Regions from separate parts of the Mus musculus genome. Here region 2 is linked to region 1. The links are chromatin contacts, called in public HiChIP or PLAC-seq maps. All regions are on one chromosome and are shown on one strand. The core of a region is the stretch at or near the end of the contact, and the rest is flanking DNA. Distances in the headings are between cores, read along the strand shown. Region 1 overlaps Gm40009 (a long non-coding RNA gene). Region 2 has its middle 37 kb from the start of Gm36038.

Region 1 (3,680 bases), core at 493-2,992:
GTATGGCCCTTCCGTTAGCTTTCTCCCGGTTGTGCCCTGGTAAGCTGCCGGGGCTGTGGGGGAACCTGGGTCTGCACTTTTTGTTCTTGTCCAGGCCCTGGTCTCTACCTTTCCTCTCCCTCTCCTGATTGATCCGTTGCTCTGATCCTTTGCCACTCCTTGGCCTGTAGACCAAGACATGGTTCTAAAGAAGAAAACCTGCCCAGTGTGCAGCTGGTCCTCCATCCTACACTGCATGCACTTCCTCGCTTCCCTTTAGACAGAACCCTTGCTATACCCCATCTTTATCTCTTTCTCCCCAGGCTGGCTTCTGTCCATCCCCCTTGTTGTGGGTAGGTTTAAAAGTCAACTTGGTGCAATCTAGAATTATCTGGGAAAAGAATCTTAATGAGGGGTGTCTAGATCAGGTTGGTCTGTGAGCGTGCTTGAGGGGAGTGGGTTTTTTGTTTTTTGTTTTGTTTTGTGTTTTTGTTTTTGTTTCTGTTTTTGTTTTTTGAGACAGGGTTTCTCTGTGTAGCCCTGGCTGTCCTGGAACTCACTCTGTAGACCAGGCTGGCCTTGAACTCAGAAATCTGCCTGCCTCTGCCTCCGGAGTGCTGAGATTAAAGGTGTGTGCCACCACGCCGGGAGAGGGGACTGTCCACTCAGTCCCCTCAGTCTACTGTGGGTGGCGCCATTCCCTGGCTTTGGGTTCTGGAGTGTATAAGAGAGGAGAAAGTGGGAGCTGAGCAGTGACAGGCATCCATCCTCTCTGCGCTTGACTGTGGATGTGAGCAGAGCTTCAAGTCCTGCTTCCTGGGACTTCCCAGCTGTCATGGGGCTGAACCTGGAACCTTGCAGCAAAAAAAGCCCTTTCTCCCCCACCTTGCTTCTGTCAGAGTATTTTATTGCAGAAACTGGAAGGAAACTAGAGAGTGCCTTTTCCAGCCCCACACTCAAGGTGCCTCACAATTCTTTATTTTTTTAATAAAAAAAGGTGTGTGTGTGTGTGTGTGTGAGTTATGTGAGTGTGTGAGAGTGTGCGTGTGTGTGAGTATGTGTGTTTGTGAGTGAGTGTATGTGTGTGTGAGTTATGTGAGTATGTGAGTGAGTGTGTGAATGTGTGCATGTGTGTATGTTTGAGTGTGTATGTTTGTGAGTGAGTGTATGTATGTAGTGTGAATATATGTGAGTGAGTGTGTATGAGTGTGTGAGTATATTTGAGTGTGTATATGTGTTTGAGTGAGTGTGTGAGTGTATGTGAGTGTGTGTGAGTGTGTATGTGTGTTTGAGTGAGTGTGTGTGGGTGAGAGTGTGAGTGTGAGTGAGTGTGTGAGTGCATGTGTGTGTGAACCAGGCCATTCTCACATTCCTCATAGAGCCTGTGACTATCTCCCAGACACTCACCAGATCTGGTTTCTCACAGTGTTGCCATTGAAATCTTGCTAGAATAGTCAGGTGAGTCCCTTTCCAAACCCATTTCACGCTCCTGAGAAAGACTTCCCTCCTCATCTCGGCCCTCCAGACCTCTCCAGACTCCAGGGCCACTCACGCCTTAGAATACGCTCCTGGTCAGGGCTGGCCCCCAGGGCCTTAGTGCCTAGACTGGGCAGGCTTCTTCTTAATGCCTTCTTCTTTCCAATTCTGGTCAATCCCCTCCTATTCTTCTGTCCCTGGCTTGTCACTTCCTCCAGACTCTCCTGACACATCTCTCAAATCAAAACCGAGTCAGAGGGAAACACTGAGTCATCTACCCCTCTTCCCGGAGAAGGATCTGGAAAGCCAGGTTTGCATAACAATATCTGCCCTTGCCATGAGCCTTCCTTTCTGCTGAGCAGAAACAGAAAGAACACACAAATGAGAATGTGTGTGTGTGTGTGTGTGTGTGTGTGTGTGTGTGACTCAGAGGTCAATCAAATGCACACTTCGTTCACACATAAAACCTTCTCACACAGAGTCTAATGGATGGACACTGGGTTTGTCTTTCTTCTCAGTGGGTGGTCAGTTTTTCCAGTGACAGATTGGAGAATCTTCATCTGCCTTTTTTGCATTAAGTAGCTACCTGCCTGCCTGGGGTCTGACGTATACCCAGGCCTAGTCTTGTTTGTGACGTCATGTCTGGTATTTTAGACAGCTTGAGCACACTGTCAACACTGACTTTATATGTGTTGTGTTTTATAAAAAAGAAAAAGGAGCCAAAGAGATGTTTGATAGAGCGCGGTATGGTGAGGTTGGAGGAGGTGCCTCTGCGGCCCATGCTGTGGCATCCCTTTCCCCCTGACGTACCAGCCACAGGACAGGTATAGTATCAAATAGAGTTTATTTAGGGCATGGGGAGGGGAGTTGAGAAGGGAGTAGAGATATAGAAAGACAAGGGGGAGGGGAGGAGGGGAGGCAGGCCAGGAACATATGGGTTGGGGGGGGGTTGGGATGGGGGAGAGAGAGAGTCGGGGCTGGGAGAGAAGGGGCAGAGAGTAAGAGGGTAAGAGAGTGAGAAGGGAGCTGGGCATGGTGGTACACGCCTTTAATCCCAGCACTTGGGAGGCAGAGGCAGGCGGATTTCTGAGTTCGAGGCCAGCCTGGTCTACAAAGTGAGTTCCAGGACAGCAAGGACTATACAGAGAAACCCTGTCTCAAAACAACAACAACAACCAAAACCAAAACAAAAACAAAAACGCACAAACAAACAAAAAAAAGAGAGTGAGAAGGGGACAAGCAGCCTCTTTTATAGTGAGTCTGGCACACCGTGCTGTTGCCAGGTAACTGTGGAGCGGAGCCTAGAAGGAATGCTAGCAATCTGTTTTTGAAATTTTTATTTCTTTATTTTATGTATATGACTCTGGATGTATATCTGTACCCCATGTGGGTGGGGTGCCATGGGAGACCAGAAAGGGGTCTCAGATCCTCTGGAACTGGAGGAGCAGATGATCGTGAGGCTCTGTGTGGGTGCTGGGAATTGAACCCCCGCTCCTCTGGAAGAGCGGCCAATACCCTTAACTGCTGGGCCATCTCTCCAGCCCCTGGAAGGTTAACTTTACATCACAGTGACTGTGTTCCAAGTGTTTAACAGACACTGGAGGTGGGGTAGGAATTATGGGTAAATGGATGAAGGCTGAAGGATGAAACTGTTCTTAGCCCAGACCCCTCGAAGCTGTGCGTGGTCAACCTCCAGGCATTCCACGCCCCATCTCTCCTCTCCTTTCTTCCTTCCTTTCTTTCCTTCTTTCTTTCTTTCTTTCTCTCTTTCTTTCTTTCTTTCTCTCAACTACTCTTTTTTTTTAATTGTATTTTATTTATTATTATACGTAAGTAGACTGTAGCTGTCTTCAGACAGACCAGAAGAGGGCGTCATATCTCACTACAGATGGTTGTGAGCCACCATGTGGTTGCTGGGATTTGAACTCAGGACCTTCGGAAGAGCAGTCAGTGCTCTTCTTACCCGCTGAGCCATCTCACCAGCCCCTCTCTTTCTTTCTTAAGGTCTTGTTCATCCTGAACACTAGTCTACCCTTCTTCCTCATGGGTAGTTCATTTTGCCACCAGGCACAAGACCAGACACGTCTCCCACTTGTGGAATCACAGAACCACAGTGGAACAGGACGGGTTTTTGGAGTGCCCATGGCTAGCCTCCCTTATCAGCTGAGGCTGCTCAGCCACAGCCATGACTGTGGGAGTGCGGGGAGCCGCAGGTGCTGGCTGCA
Region 2 (3,680 bases), core at 600-3,099, 110 kb after region 1:
GCATGAGTGTTGTTTTTTGTTTTTTTTTTTTTTTGCCTGTATACACTGTATGTGTACCACATGTGTGCCAGAAGGAGGTACAACTGCATCCTGAAGCTAGAGTTGTGGATGGCTGTAAGTCACTACATGGGTGATTTATACTGAACCCAGGTCCCTTGTAAGAGCAGCACACACTCTTAGCTGCTGAGCCATCTCCCCAGGTCTGTCACTTTGATTCTTCTGTTCTCTCCCTCTCCCTATCTCATTCTTATAGAAAGGCTAAATGTACTGCTACGTTTGGGGTAAACCACTCGAGGGAGAGAATGTGGATAGGCAGAACAAGAGTCTTGCCACAGAGGTGTTGCAAGGAGAATCCAGATAAAGGAGTGAATTATGCATGCGGCTGGCAGCTCAGATAACTGTGTTTATGAAGCCCCCTCCACCGTGCCTATAAAGGTGCCCTTCTTTTGTGGATTTAATATGTCCAGAGTCGGAGGCTGCTCAGGCTGCTAGGTTTGCAGGTGAACAGCTGGAGAAGCTGGTGACACTTCCCACCCCCGGGACCCACCCCCTTAGTGGGTGGTACACAAGAGCCCTTAGTTAGCTTGTGCAATTGGGGGGCTTTTGAGTATCCATCCAGGGTCACCAGGGATTAAATGCAACATACATGTATTGTATTTAAAGGAAACTGGCCATTACTCAAATTCCAGCACAGTGTAGGCAAAAACTCAGAGGAAGGTGCCGAGAGCATGGCTTTTGTGGAGATTTGAATCAGTAAGGACTTCAGCAAAGGGCTTCTGAGAGGTGATCACCCTGTCTGTGGCCTCCCCACATTGTGCATCAGTGCCTGAGACCTCGTCTTTTCTTGTCTCTCAACCTGCCAGGAGGTACTACCTGGAATATGTTAGCCTAGGTTGGCTTTCTTTTCTTTAAATATTATTTATTTAGTGGATGTGAGTACACTGTCCCTGTCTTCAGACACACCAGAAGAGGGCATCGGATCCCATTACAGGTAGTTATAAGCCACCATGTGGCTGCTGGGAATTGAACTCAGGACTTCTGGAAGAGCAGTCAGTGCTCTTAGCCGCTGAGACATCTCTCCAGCCCATCTGGGTTGGTTTTCAATTCCAAGGTTCATCAACTCCTCCTTCTTCTCTAGCCACCCGGGGTCTCTTTGCTTCCTCTCTATGGTTTCCTGCTCTCAGGTCTGTCTTTCTCCCCTATCCCACCCACGTGTCTCCTCACTTGGTACAAGCCACTGCTTTGTAAATCTAGACTCAGGTAGTCATGAACAGTGTCTTACTGCTGTTCCCAAGGCTTGATGACCCACCCATAAGTCACTGGGGGGAATCCTTTTATTATCAGGGCCCAGCTCATCAGGTCTGGGTGGGGTCCCGGGATCCTGTACTTTTGAGTTTCCCCCTGTGGTGTGCTACAGGTCACTGTACTGACTTGGTGATGTCAGGTTCAAGGGTATATTTATTTGTTGGAATAAATGACGCACCAGGGGTCGATAGGGTTGGTGGGTGCCTTTAAACACCCAGACCAGACATTTCAGGTTCTCTTATCACGATTTCCTCTGCCACCTATTTCACCCGTGTGCCACGTCCGCCCCCAACCTTCTCTCACTCTGCCCTAAGAAGGATAGCTCTGAAGCCCCCATCACAGCCTCTGAAAGCTCAAACCGCTGTCTGTCCCTCCTACCTAGCCTGGCACCAGAGAGGGGGTCCCCTAAATCATTCTCTGAATGAAGGTCAGCGTGACATCAAGGGCCACAATCACCTCCCGGGGTTCCATTATCCCTTCGGCTCCGCCTCTCATCTGCATGTGAGCTGCCAATTGGGCTGGGGGGAAAGGTTTCGTTCCTCTCTTTAACGTAGTAAACTGAGCTTAAAGCCTGGCTGTAGATGGTCCCCAGCCCTTGGGAAACTCCGTATCTGCTTCAGAGCCAATCCCAAAAGCACAGCCTCCGGGATATCAGGGACCAGGTTGGGGATGGGGGGATAGCTCCCCGACAGGGTCAGTTCTTTTCTGTTTGTTTTTACTTCGGTGTGCCTCGGCTTTCTCTTTGCCTTGGAAACAGTAAAGCACCTCAGATTGCGACAGGGTGACTGAGCAGTGGCGCCAAGCGACTGTAGCCCTTGTTTTCCACCGAGTTGAGACGCTTGGGAAGGCTTTTCGGGTAAACCTCTTACCTTGCTGGAGAGACGAATGGATCCAGCCGGACATCCTGAGCTCCAGGTTTTATGTTCTTCCCAGTTGGTCTAGTTTGGGATTTTTCTGGCTCAGACCAGTTTTCTTAAAGAACTAAAACTTTCTGGTAGGCTTTGGTCAACAGATCTAAAACCACCACCACCACCACCACCACCACCACCACCACCACCACCACCACCACCACCGCACGTGATGGGGCTTTCTTCAGGATAGAGGGTTAATTAAGTGTATGCCTCAAACTAGCGAACTCATCCCTGAAGCCAAGAGCTTTCTCTGGGGTGGGGCCCTGGGTTGTGTGTTCCGGGATCCTCTGCCTGCTATAAAAGTCACCACACAATACAAGTACAGTATCTTTCAGTTCTGAAGGCCAGGACGCTGAGATGTATCCTCCTGGGCTAAATTCAAGGCATGGTGGGCTGCGTTCCTTTCAAGGCTATATTACTTCTGTCTTTTTAGTTTCTAGAAGCTGCCAGACCTCTTGGCTTATGGCCCCCTCTGTCACCTTCAAACTTCCATAGTAATAGAATCTCCCCTCTTACTGGCCCTCCCCAGGGAGGAGAGGCAAGTGGATCATACCCAGGATTTTGCATATGCTATATGCAAGTACTTTACCACTAAGCCACATGCCCAGCTTGCTTCTTTATGACAACATTAGGCTTCCTGGGGTCCCCAAGGTCACCTCCCACTTGAAGACCCTTGGAAAAGTCCCTTTGGCCCAGTGAAGCAAGTTTCGGGAATAAAATAAAGGAATCTTGGGGGGAGGGGTCACATTCTGTCTTCCTCTGTGTGACTAGGAAAGAGCAGGGGTCTTAGCTCTAGCCTGGTGAATGGTTTAGCCTGGCCACTTAGCCTGTCTGTGCCTCAGTTTCTTTATTTGGATTATGGTATGGGGTTGGATAGGATGCACATCTGCTCTGTGGGGCAGAAGGAGGGGGCAGAGGAGTGGATCCCTTCCAAGGGCAGCCCACTGCCTCAGGGCCTCTGCGTGAGGGACCACCCTGCAAGAGCCCCAACCCAGCCTTCAAGGCAGCAACCTCTGCTATGATGACAGGGGAGTCCCTCACTCACCTGCAGCGTCCCACCTTGAGCCAGGGTGGATTGTTGACTTTGAAATTCTTTTTCAGCTTTGATATGATTCCCTCCCCCACTGTGTGTGTGTGTGTGTGAGAGAGAGAGAGAGAGAGAGAGACAAAGATGGGAGAGACACTGTGAAATGTTTGTATTTTATGCCTTTTGATGTAATTCCAGCCAAACCAGATCTTAAATCATGCAGCAGGAAGCTCCTTAATTTTTTTTAATTTGTTGTTTTTCTTAGAAATGATTATTTCCACATTGAGCCCAGAGACACTGAAGTCGCATCCTGTTTCCCCTCCTTTTATTATCCCCGAAAGCTCCCCAGGCGGGGTTGTTCATGCCTGCCAATCAGGTGGGCTTGTGCAAGACCCTGTGGTCCACCCAGGCAGGGGCAGCTGGCAGGGGCTCTCTGA

Evidence for each region. HiChIP or PLAC-seq counts read pairs in DNA pulled down with a chosen protein or histone mark.
Region 2: a contact with region 1 is called in an H3K27ac HiChIP or PLAC-seq map of embryonic stem cells, with 15 read pairs. The contact joins two enhancer-like sites. A contact is called at or near these places in 1 of 15 datasets of contacts at CTCF or cohesin (embryonic stem cells), 25 of 484 Hi-C or Micro-C datasets (8-cell embryo, the G1E-ER4 cell line, differentiating embryonic stem cells and 7 more), 5 of 115 datasets of contacts at active chromatin or transcription factors (all in embryonic stem cells) and 1 of 9 other capture datasets (embryonic stem cells).

What each region holds. Positions count from the first base shown.
Region 1 is chr2:172,497,264-172,500,943 of GRCm38.p6, forward strand. Gm40009 (a long non-coding RNA gene) reads left to right here. Exons shown (of 3, transcript XR_867064.2): 2 at 2,166-2,279. Among named protein-coding and RNA genes, the nearest start is that of Gm40009, 4.8 kb to the left of the region's middle. Within about 2 kb of position 1,743, at least 19 of the 459 cell types and tissues checked have an H3K27ac peak or open chromatin away from gene starts, as enhancers often do. A contact at or near this core is called in embryonic stem cells, extraembryonic ectoderm and induced pluripotent stem cells, where this site is marked.
Region 2 is chr2:172,612,147-172,615,826 of GRCm38.p6, forward strand. No RefSeq gene overlaps it. Among named protein-coding and RNA genes, the nearest start is that of Gm36038, 37 kb to the left of the region's middle. Within about 2 kb of position 1,850, at least 33 of the 459 cell types and tissues checked have an H3K27ac peak or open chromatin away from gene starts, as enhancers often do. A contact at or near this core is called in embryonic stem cells, extraembryonic ectoderm and induced pluripotent stem cells, where this site is marked.